Regions from separate parts of the Mus musculus genome. Here region 2 is linked to region 1. The links are chromatin contacts, called in public HiChIP or PLAC-seq maps. All regions are on one chromosome and are shown on one strand. Each heading gives the region's core, a stretch centred on a gene start, on an enhancer-like site or on the middle of the called end of the contact. The rest is flanking DNA. Distances are from core to core; before and after follow the strand shown. Region 1 holds the start of Tril (TLR4 interactor with leucine-rich repeats). Region 2 overlaps Gm16499 (a long non-coding RNA gene).

Region 1 (5,831 bases), core at 2,293-4,792:
AGAAGCCCATTTTGCCATACTCCAAGGGTGATGCTGACTATATAATATCATCAGTGCTCAAGTGTATGCTGTACAGGTGAATATCTTGGTCCAGATATATCCCCATGCTTGCCAACCATATCACCAAAACCGAAGACCTATTTTATTTATTGAAGTATAGATTTCTCTCACTACAAAGTGTAATGTCTACTCTCTGATGAGATCTTTCAAGGAGATGAAAGGAACAAGTGTTTCAAGACATCCCATGAGCTAAGTGTTGGGTGCTACTGCTGAAAAATTGAGCCAGTACATGTCATCCTGAGGTGTAGAAAATATATCTTTTATCTGTCTGTCTGTGGATGGATGTGGCACCTGTCTATAACAAATTTGATGGCCTATAGCTTAGGTAGGAAACAGGAGGTGGAACATGCAGAAGGGATCCTGGGATAGAGCAAGGCATGGGAGCTTCACCTGGGGAAGATGTGAGGAGACAGCCACATGGTACCTAAGCACAGGTAACCAGCCATGTGGCAGAATGCAGATTAAAATAAAAGTGTTATTTTAAGTTATGATGTAGTCAGAGAAGAGCCCAACTATATGGCCAAATATATTTTTGATTAAAATATATGGTAAATATGTTTTGAGTCTGAGTCTTATTTCTGGGAGCATGGGGCAGGGAGGAAGAACCAGGACTCAACTTGGACACCAAGGATACAGGTAGAGTTGAAACTTCCTGAATCCCTGCACTGCATGGCTTTTTAGGCTTCCCCTCCATCAGTTGCTCACTGCTATGCAGGTAACATCCTCAGCACAGGCTTCCTGGAGCATCCTGGGGCCTTTTTCCTGGAGCTCCTAGCTCGTCCTCTCTGTTCGAATCACTGGGTACCATCAAGGCTGCCTGGTCAGCAGCCTCCCACCACCTGGTACCACCCTGTGGTCCAGCTCTGCATCTTATCAGTTCTGACTCCCATTGAGTTCTCCCGGATGCTTCTCCCTAGTGTTCCATTAGCAGTAAGTTCTCCAAGCAAATGTAGATTTGGAGCAGTTACAGCTCTTTGCTATGGAAGTAGGGGTGGTGTTTGTGGCGATTAAGATTCAAATTCAAGTAAAATTTTAGTATAATTCCTTAATGAGAAATGCTCTTAGTAAATAAACCAAACACCTGGGCATATCATATTATAAAAATGTCTTATCAATGTGCCCTGCATTATTTAAATGCCACTCACTTGTAAAGCTGACCTTAGGCCACATGCTTCTCAAGAAGGTAAACTTGTGGATGGATGTGGTACCTGTCCCTTTTTTTTTTTTTTTTTTTTTTTTGGAGAGGGAATCTGAGTGCTGTGTGCTACCCTTTTATCTGTAGAGTTCAAAACATTCTTCCTTGCTAATGTTGGGTTGAGGGTGCCAGCAACACCTACCATCAGAAACTGTGCCTACTAACTAGAAACATGTTCCATTATACCCATTGTGTTAACCACCTGCAGCAAATGGGTTATTTCAAGAAGATAGAATGTGATCGAAGAGCAATTGTCTTTGAGACAAAGCTATGGTTGGTGCTTTTTCATTGGCAATACAGGCTCCCGATGGAAATAGTTGACACTGGTCTCTCTCTCTCTCTCTCTCTCTCTCTCTCTGTGTGTGTGTGTGTGTGTGTGTGTGTGTGTGTGTGTGTGTGCTCACGCACTCCTGTTATCTTTAGATAGTGGACAACTCCTCTGTCAGTCTTAGAGGTATCTGTATCTATCTGTAAGGGAGGGTAAGTGATCCAGCCACACTGCAGAGCCGTGTGGAGGTGCCCTTCCTTCCCTTTGCTTATCCTAGTTCTGAGAATGTCTGCAGAAGGTCCAGAGGTGATACGGGCTCCTGCCAATCATTGAGATTTGCTTCCTGCTATTCCCAATTCCATATGAGGCATCTCTCAGCTTCCCAACTGACCTCTACTTATCTGCTGTGGGAGGTGGGCACTTGGAAACAGGTCCTCTCCAGGCATCTCTGGGGCGGGCTCACCTGAAAGTCAGCAGCACTTGGGGATGGTTTCCTCTGTGAACCCCATATGATCCTCCTTCCCGGCAAGGACAGTGTCTCTGACCAAGACCAGCAGAACTGGCAAGGTATGTAACACTGTACCAGAACAGATTCTCCTCCTTCCTGCAGCTACACTCAGAGGAGTCAGGAGTTTGGGGTTGTCACAGTAACTGAAAAGTAAACTCCTTGTTTCATTTTAGTAAAACAAACACTTGTGTCTCCATAGTTGCCTTTTATTCGAAGCTCAAAGCAAAACACAGTAAACTGGGTGTACTTCACTACAGACTTACCTGTTTTAGTCCAAAACCCATCTCCCACCAAATTGGGGTCGCTGTTGTACCCATGAAGTCTTCACTTACCACCCTGCCAGGTTCAGCACATGGCTCCATCACTCCCCTTGATAAACTGCTCAACAAGAAAATGACATAACAGAGTGACTAAACTATTTGAATCTTTGCAGATTTCTCCTCTTCCTTGCTCAGTTTCCTAATGTGATCTGTCAGTGTGCCTCTCTTCCCATACAGACAGTCAGCCCCCTGAAGCCAGGATATGGGCTCTAATTTTCCACACTGCTAGCACACAGTAAATCCTGAAGGGCTACTTTCAAAATGTTGCTTTGCATGAACAAATAATAAGCAACAGCTATCTCTTGCTTGTTTTCATTCTTATCAGACACTGGCCCTAAGGGAACCCCGGATAAAATGGTGCACTATTGTGTATTAATAATAAAAGTTAATATCCGACACCTGGCACCCCCCAAGAAATCTAAGCCTGAGCACCTTGGAGCCTGAAAACGTTCAAGATTGCTATAAGCTCTGGCACAAAGTAGGCGGGCCCCTCAAGAAGCAATCTCCAAAGGCTCTGTGCAGCGTATTGTATACAGGCCCGGGTTCCGAGGCTATTTGAAGGGCTTTAACACTGCAGGAGAATTAATCTAGCTGAATAGCCAAGTCTGTCCGTGTCACAGTCACTGTAACAGTTCCACTTCTGAGCTTTCTTCAGAGGTTTTCCCAGAGCGAGAACCGGCAGATAATTCGGTTTAGGAACCTAAAAGAGGCGGTGCCTCTCCTTGGACATGAGCAAAGGACACCAGAAACCCAAACACTTTAAAAGGACTGAGCAACAGTCCTGTCAACAGTCCACTGATGGCCTTGCCAGGAAATCTTGTGTTCCCCTAAACTTGGAGCACGATGCCAGGGAATTCCGTGTTGTCTCAACATCTTGCAGGGTGGCACCGGGAAGAGAAGAGTAGGTAAAATGTAGGCGCCCTGCCTCTGCGCCGAAGCCGCCGGCGAACCGGCCTAAAATAAAAAGGTCTCTGTCTGCAATCCCCGTTTGCTCGCCCGGTAATCCACCCCCGCCCCCAGCCTGCGCGCCGACCCGTACAGCTGTTTTTAATCCCTACTTTTCTCACTTGGCGTCCGGGCTAGGGCTGACCAGACGCGGAGCCACTTAGTGTTTCCTCCTCCCCCAGCCGGGGTCTGTCCTGCCTCCGCCGTCTCCTCTTTCTCCGCCTGCATCCCCCGGGGGGCAGAGTGTGGGAAGAACGAATTTCCGCCGGTTTGCTCGCTCCACGCCGACATGGGTCCCTTCCGGACGCTGCTTGCGCGTCCCCCAGGCTGCTCACTCCGGCTGCACTCCCAATCCCCCCGGATCGCGAGCGGGCAGGCGCCGGAGACGTGGGCCTAGCGGCCGGTACTCTGCAGCCAAGCCGCACCCCAGCAGCTCTTGGAAGGGATCCCGCCTGCAGCGGGGGAATCCGTTTGGCGGGGAGAATCCGCGCCAGGGAATCCAGCTCTCCGGACTCCAGAGCAAACAAAAAGCACCAACTCTTGCTCGCTCCTCCCGCCCCCGACGCTCACCCGAAGAAACAGTTTTCTGCAGAAATGCAACAAGTAGCACCCCAGATTCGCCGAGCGCCCAGCGCCTTCTGATTTGGCTCCGCGAACTTGGCCTGCGGAGACCCGGGCGAGCCACCGGGACAAAGAGGAAGGGCTGGACGGAGCACCAGCGAAGTACGAAAGAGGCCTTTTTAGCGACTCAGGCCCGGCCGAGGGGAATGCAGAGGAGACACAGAGCCGGCCGGCCCAGAAGACGATCCGGCCGCAGCGCGCTGGGCGGGCGGCGATGGAGGGTGTGGGTGCCGTGCGCTTCTGGCTCGTGGTGTGCGGCTGCCTGGCGTTCCCGCCGCGGGCCGAGTCCGTGTGCCCGGAGCGCTGCGACTGCCAGCACCCCCAACATCTCCTATGCACCAACAGGGGACTTCGCGCTGTACCCAAGACCAGCTCGCTGCCTAGTCCCCAGGACGTGCTCACCTACAGCCTAGGCGGCAACTTCATCACCAACATCACCGCCTTCGACTTCCACCGTCTGGGGCAGCTCAGACGGCTGGATCTGCAGTACAACCAGATCCGTTCTCTCCACCCCAAGACCTTCGAGAAGCTCTCACGACTAGAGGAGCTGTACCTGGGGAACAACCTCTTGCAGGCGCTCGTTCCTGGCACGTTGGCTCCGCTGCGCAAGTTGCGCATCCTTTACGCCAACGGCAACGAGATTGGACGCCTGAGTCGCGGGTCCTTCGAGGGCCTGGAGAGTTTGGTCAAGCTACGGCTGGACGGGAACGTGCTGGGAGCGCTGCCGGACGCGGTCTTCGCTCCCCTGGGCAACCTGCTCTACCTACACCTGGAATCTAACCGGATCCGTTTTTTGGGCAAGAACGCCTTCAGCCAGCTGGGTAAGCTTCGATTCCTCAATCTCTCGGCCAACGAGCTGCAACCCTCTCTGCGCCACGCGGCCACCTTTGTCCCTCTGCGCTCCCTCTCTACTCTCATCCTCTCAGCCAACAGCCTACAGCACCTCGGCCCCCGCGTCTTCCAGCACCTGCCACGCCTAGGCCTGCTCTCCCTCAGTGGAAACCAGCTCACGCACCTCGCCCCAGAGGCCTTTTGGGGACTGGAGGCCCTACGTGAGCTGCGCCTGGAAGGTAACCGGCTGAACCAGCTCCCCCTGACACTGCTGGAGCCTCTGCACAGCTTGGAGGCACTAGACCTGAGTGGCAATGAGCTTTCTGCTCTGCACCCTGCCACCTTTGGCCACCAGGGCCGGCTCCGTGAGCTCAGCCTGCGCGACAACGCGCTCAGCGCCCTTTCTGGGGACATCTTTGCCGCCAGTCCGGCTCTCTACCGGCTGGATCTAGACGGCAATGGTTGGACCTGCGACTGCCGGTTGCGGGGTCTGAAACGCTGGATGGGCAACTGGCATTCTCAGGGTCGCCTCCTTACGGTCTTCGTGCAGTGTCGCCACCCCCCGGCCCTGCGGGGCAAGTACCTGGATTACCTGGATGACCAACTGCTGCAGAATGGGTCTTGCGTGGATCCCTCACCTTCCCCTACAGCAGGCAGTAGGCAGTGGCCGCTACCCACATCGTCAGAAGAGGGGATGACGCCCCCTGCAGGCCTCTCGCAGGAGCTACCACTGCAGCCGCAGCCGCAGCCCCAGCAGCGGGGAAGACTTCTACCAGGAGTGGCCTGGGGTGGGGCTGCCAAGGAACTGGTGGGCAACCGCAGCGCATTAAGGTTGAGCCGGCGGGGACCAGGTCCCCATCAGGGCCCCTCTGCTGCGGCTCCGGGCTCTGCCCCACAGTCCTTGGACCTGCACGAGAAGCCGGGGAGAGGACGTCACACCCGAGCCAATCTCTCCCAGACGGAGCCCACCCCGACGTCTGAGCCCGCCTCTGGGACACCATCTGCCAGAGACAGCTGGCAGCGCGCAGCAAAGCAGCGCCTAGCGTCCGAGCAGCAAGAGAGCGCAGTCCAGTCCGTTAGTGG
Region 2 (5,831 bases), core at 1,304-3,803, 35 kb before region 1:
ATTCTGCCAGAATCACTCCCAGCTCTGTGTCTGAATCGCCCCAGAAAAGATCATTTCTTTTCTTTGGCAAAATGGTTTCCAGAGGACAACAACTTCCATGGGGAAAACATGAATTTAAAACTCATTCATTGCAGCCAGTACAACAGAATTAAAAAAACACTCGAGGCACTGGTGCTGAGGGAGAGTTGCAGGAATTCTTTGCATAAGATTTTTTTTTATTATTATTATTTCCCTTTCAACATATTGGCGACCACGCCCATTTAGGGAAGGACAATTTGGTAATGTTCTAATTCAATCCAGAAGCCATTCAGAAAAGCAACGTGAGGACTAGGAGGACCTAGCTTTGCTCCTGCTTAGTCCTGGATCCATAACTCCTAATAGAGGGCCTGGTTCTTGGCACTCATTTGTCCGTATTTGTTATTGAATGAACTGGGGTATTCTCTAATGGGAAACTGTGTTTAACCATCTTTTGGATTTTGTGGTATACCATGTGTTTATCCACCTTGAATTAAGGAAAATCTGGGCAAGTTCCACTCTTAGAAGACGGGGAGGTCCTTAAAATAGAATGTTTAAAATCCAGCTTACTTAGAATGCATAAACTTCCTCTCCACATTAGGAAGCCAGCCCCTTTTCCATGCCATGGAGCGTCAATGTAGCGTCAAAGCAGACGCGAGGAGCTCTCAGCACTTGTGGGTTCAGTCTCGCTGGAAATGTTGCATGATTTTGTCTCCTCTCATTCTCTCAGTGGCTGAAGGAGACAATTCTGGATTTGGGTAGAACATAATTCAAATTAGATATGCTAAGAAGGTATTTATTTCCTCAACCCCCCTCCTCTTTGGGTACATAGAAAACACCCGGTTTTAAAATCTATTCCTCTTTTCTTTATTCTTCTTCACCAGCTACCGGAGCCAGTGGTTAAAGAGCAGAGTGTACAGTTCCAGCCACTGAGTTCTCCTTGCAAGGACAGCTGATGCCAGCATCAGAACTCCAAGAATGACAGGCCCCATGCCAGATGAAGTGGGGCAGCCCTTCTTGAGCAACTTTTAAAAAGTCTGTCTCACTTATAATGAACTAAGTAAGTCCAGATTGCTGTATGAATTTCCCCCAGAGAGATGAGTCTGTCTCAAATGTACTCATAGATGAGTCCCTGGTACCCTAGCAGCCAAATGGGATAAGGATGTGAGAGATAGAATGGAGTCTTCTGAACAAAAACCGATGGAGACCCAGGATCTAGAACTTTCTTTGCCCTTGACCTAGTGGGCCTGTGTCATAAGGGCAAAGCTAATACAGTGATCATGTCAAACCTGGGACTCTGAGGGATGGTCTTGCATGTTACAACTTATGTGTGAAATCCTAGTGAGAAAAATGAAAGCACTAAGTGATCTCCAGTGTGCCACCACGGCTGGAGGATGAACTTTCATTCCTTCTGTTTTGACCATTTAAAACCTATTTCCAATTGGCTTGGTGATGTGGTCTAAGCCTATAATCCTTACCACCAGGTAGGTTGTGACAAGAACTTCACAAGTTCAAGACCAGCCTGGTTAATTTTGCATGATCCTGTCTCTAAATAAATAAATAAATAAAAACAGGCTTGGGATTAGATTGGCCTGGTCTATGTTCAGTCCTGAGTTTAACCCCCAGTCATGAAAAAGAGTGTTAAACATGCCGACGATCCAGTTCTAAGCTCATGTGTAGATGTAGCCACCTAGAAAATTAGCCAAGCAGGGTCATCTTATCTTAGATGATTGAGGCACGTATTCAATACTCTGCCTTCACTGTTCCTTACAGATTATTAGAAATGGATGCAAATGCTAGGTGTCTGTCACCAGGGATGAAATCCAAAAATGAAAGCAAATGATCCTCCCAAGCCTCCTGACGTTTTAGCTGAGTATTTAGAAATATAACTCACGCGAATCTTCTAGAATTCAGCTCCGCAAAGAAGAGATGCAACTCAGCCATGTTTAAACTTTTGGAATCAGCAGTGGTTTTGACTGTTGGTGTGTCTTACCAGGATTAGCTGATTAGTACTAGTAAGTCATTTTGTTATTGTGGCCGACAGTGAACTTGACCATAGAACAGCTTTCCTTTGCAAAGCAGCTTTGGCTTTAACCTTTAAGTAGAATTTCCCAATGGATTTGGCAAGCGTTTCTGCCTCATGGGGTCGTGTTCAGGATGATAGAACATATATGTCCTTGTTGAGTTTGGAGGAGACTGGAGGCTCATCTTAGGATTTGGTGCCGTAGGCCTATTGGGTGCAATGCTTGCGGATGTTTGAGGATTCCTGCCACATATCAGGTTGCTATGACATCGTGGACCTGCTGAAGAGAAATCCTGCTAGGAGAAGCCACTGAAAGTTGGCCTGGCAATTGGAAATGCCTTCCCCACTTTGGAACACTACAACAATTGGGGAAACAGGAAGTAGGGTGGGAGCAGCATCTGAATGCCTGAGAGTTGAGAAAGCCAGGTGGCGGAGACAAATAACCCAACAAGCAGAGCTTCGCGCACTGTCAGCACAGAGCTGACCTTCATAGCCGAGGCCTTCTGTCTCCAGCGAGTGGAGGCAGATTGCTGTTTATTGGAGAGGAGACTGGTGTGGCCTCAAAGGATGGAGAATAATGGGATGGTCTGGGCAGTCCTCCAATATGCATGTAACTGAATAGGCAGCACTGCCTACAAATCATTTAAAAGATTGTAGCCATTCCAGCCATGAAAGGGATGCTGAGCAAGCTCAATAATAAAACCAGCTGAACTGACATGAACTGACTGCTAGCTCTGTGAATAACTCCTTCGCAAGCTGTAGTCACGTGAAGGCATGGCAGAGGTGGGGCCCTTTATACACCACCAGGTGAATAACCTATTCATTTGCTGGTACCCACTGAGGGGAAAGCAGTGTTTACATTATTTCATAGAATGGAGGAGAAGCAAGCCTTGAGGTGCTTAATCCATTGAAAATATAAAGCCAGGGCATACATAAACAATACTTTCAAATAAATAATGAGCTACAGATGGACACACTCTGGATTCCAGTGGAGTTTAACTCTGTTTCCTAACTCAGCCATTCAGTTTCCGGCATAAAAGTGTTAGCATGTGTGATTCCAATCGGGAAGACACAACAAATATTGCCTAGTAAACTGGACCACTCTTTCCGAAAAAGGGAATGTCCTTATTGCTCCTACTGATTGAAAGATAGATACCAACTAACTACTCACTTGGGGGAGGGGGAGTCTCATGAAAATGAAATTTATTCTTTAAAACAAAAACAAAAGCAGAACCCTAGAATGAGGAAGCTTGTACTGTGACATGGAGAGATCTCTATCCAAATGTCATTCAGTGTCCAAACAGGAAAGCAGAAACTACTTTATAGATTCTAAGCAGCAGAGAATATAATATAAAGCATTGGTGTGAAAACTGCTGCAAGAGCTGAGAAGCAAATAAAACAGGGACCTCTTACTGAAGTCTGGGAAGCTACCTCCGTCCCTTGGCAGACATGAGCAGACTCTCAATGCTGTCTTGCTAAAACTATGCCTAGGCTGTCACAGCTTGGAGCACACACAATCCAGCCCTGTTACATGTCTTCTGCTCCCATTGTCAAGGGAAGAAAGCAGCCAGCCTCTTCTCTGACACTGGAGTCTGCCTCATTGCTTCCACTTGTGGTCATCTAACATGAACTTGGCTAGATGGAAAGGGAACAGAGGAGGTCTGGAAGCCACGATGTGGAGTTAAGAAACAACACAGCACCTCTATCTTAGGCTATTTAGCTACATATATTCCATTGTGTCCACACATCATATTTCAAACTTAACATTATCTGAACCTTTCACATAGATGGAACGAGGTTCACTCTCTATCCAAAAGAGGAAATCATAAATCATACCTCTGGAGGAGGTAGCACCAGCCACTCTATGCCCCTAAGAGCTATGTCCATTCTTCTCTTCTAGATATCATGGCAGCTTGGACATTCTCCTAGCTAAAGGTTGAGTAGAACCATTAACCACATATGTATTCTGGGCAGGCAGAGGCTGCCCTGTTGGGTTGTTTGTGTTGTTGTACTTATTTTGTTTTGCTTTGTTTTGTTTTTTGTCAATTTGACACAAGTTAGAGTAGAATTATCTGGAAAAAGAAACTTCCCAGATGGGAAACGCCTCCGTCAGTCAGACTGGCCTGTTGGCAAGTCTGTGGAACACTTTCTTTGATTAATGATTAATGTGAGAGGGCCCAGCACACTGTGGAAGGTGACACCCCTGTGCAAATGGTCCTAGGTTGAATAAGAAAGCAGACTGAGCAAGCCACAAGGAGCAAGCCGGTAAGCAGTACTCTTTTACAATCACTTGCTTCATCAGTTTCCTGCCTTGATTTTCTGCCCTGGCTTCCCTGTGTGATGGACCACAACTGTAAGCTATAAAGCCCTTTCCTCCCTGGTTCTTTTGCGTGGTTTTTATCAGAGCAATAGAAGGTAAATGGAACATAGGCAAAGGAGAAAGAAAGCACGTGAGCTGCTCCAGTTCTTGTTCTGATAACTGGCAAGAACTCAGCAGACAGATGATGCTCATCTGTGAATAGCACTTGGTAATGAGCTCTCCTTGCTTCATGACCTCTTCGCTTCAGCCTGAACCTTAGTTGCTTGTGTCTCCTTTCTTTATTAGGGTGATTTTAGCCTATGTCTCTGAGATGGCTGAGTTTAAAGGTCTTCCATCTTGGTCTCCTATTCTTGTGACTTCTACTGGACACACAAATTTCAGAAGTACCTAGGAGATAATATATCCCAGATTGTGTTTGAATGGGTCCCTAAGGCCTAAGTAAGTGAAGTGGAAACTTAAGGGTTCTTTGGAGAATCAGTTGTGTTGGATGGTGCTTTGCTGGGGCAAACACATAAAGGAGTGTTTTCCTGAAAAGGACACAGATGAAAGACTAAGGCAGACTTGTGAGGGAACACTCCACTGAAGCAAACACAGGAGGATGTTCTGCTGAAGCAAAAATGTAAAAGGCCATGGGATAGAGGAGTCTTTGCTAACAACACGCATGTATTGGTCTGCCTTACATTGTGTAGTTGAGCTGCATTTGTCAGGACTCCAAGGACTGGGGCTGACTGGCATGTGCTGAGGCAAGACCTGTGCTGTAGCAAGGCACGTGGAGGACACGTAGATGTTTGGAGGATCTAAATAGGACTCCACAGAGTAACAGAGACAGAGCTTGGCTTGCTGCCATAGCTAGCTGTGTAACACTTGTAGGTCTTGAGTCTCTGATTCTCTGAGAGTAGCACAGCTGAGAACTTCTCTGTGTCCCTCCAGGTTCCTCCTGCTAACTTGAGTGGGGCTGAAGCCTGGCTGTCTCTGCTAGGTCATGTCACTGCTGTTGCTAGCCTGACTCTACTGAACTGGACTGCTGGTGTATCCGTGAAGTGTTTGCAAGTGGATTGAGCTGCTGCCTGCTAAACTGTGAACTGAACACAGCCAGGAGCTGCTTCAAAGAACCTTCCTAAACAGCCCGGCTTCCCTCGTATCCTTTCTTTTCCACTACCTCTGGTGGGTAGGATGCTGCAAGGGAGGTTAAAGGTTTTTTAGAACCATCATTAAAAATAAGGTTTGGAAAAAAATTAAGTTACAAGTAAGTGTCAAGTTTGACTCACCGAGCACCTTGTTTTGTTGTCATTTTTCTCTGTCAGTTCACATCTAAAGCCTCTTGGGATAAGCAAAGGAAGAAGAGATTTGGACCTGGTTTACAATTAATCCTTATAATTTGGAAGCATCTACTATATGTGGGCTGCTTATACACTACACCTCAAATTATGAATGAGGCACAGAAGTCCTCCCAGGGACACACATTGAGTGTGT

The links. HiChIP or PLAC-seq counts read pairs in DNA pulled down with a chosen protein or histone mark.
Region 2: a contact with region 1 is called in an H3K27ac HiChIP or PLAC-seq map of neural progenitor cells, with 4 times the contacts expected there. The contact joins the enhancer-like site here to the promoter of Tril in region 1. A contact is called at or near these places in 5 of 39 promoter capture datasets (the 3T3-L1 cell line, frontonasal cranial neural crest, macrophages and 2 more), 17 of 484 Hi-C or Micro-C datasets (brain, cerebral cortex, conventional type 1 dendritic cells and 7 more), 7 of 115 datasets of contacts at active chromatin or transcription factors (astrocytes, embryonic stem cells, heart atrium and 2 more) and 3 of 9 other capture datasets (adipose tissue, liver and pancreatic islet).

What each region holds. Positions count from the first base shown.
Region 1 is chr6:53,818,536-53,824,366 of GRCm38.p6, reverse strand. Tril (TLR4 interactor with leucine-rich repeats) reads left to right here and starts at 3,542. Exons shown (of 1, transcript NM_025817.4): 1 at 3,542-5,831. The coding sequence starts at 4,132.
Region 2 is chr6:53,852,128-53,857,958 of GRCm38.p6, reverse strand. Gm16499 (a long non-coding RNA gene) reads right to left here. Exons shown (of 4, transcript XR_001785256.1): 2 at 586-763. Among named protein-coding and RNA genes, the nearest start is that of Gm16499, 10 kb to the right of the region's middle. Within about 2 kb of position 2,553, at least 39 of the 459 cell types and tissues checked have an H3K27ac peak or open chromatin away from gene starts, as enhancers often do. A contact at or near this core is called in adipose tissue, cerebral cortex, forebrain and 3 more, where this site is marked.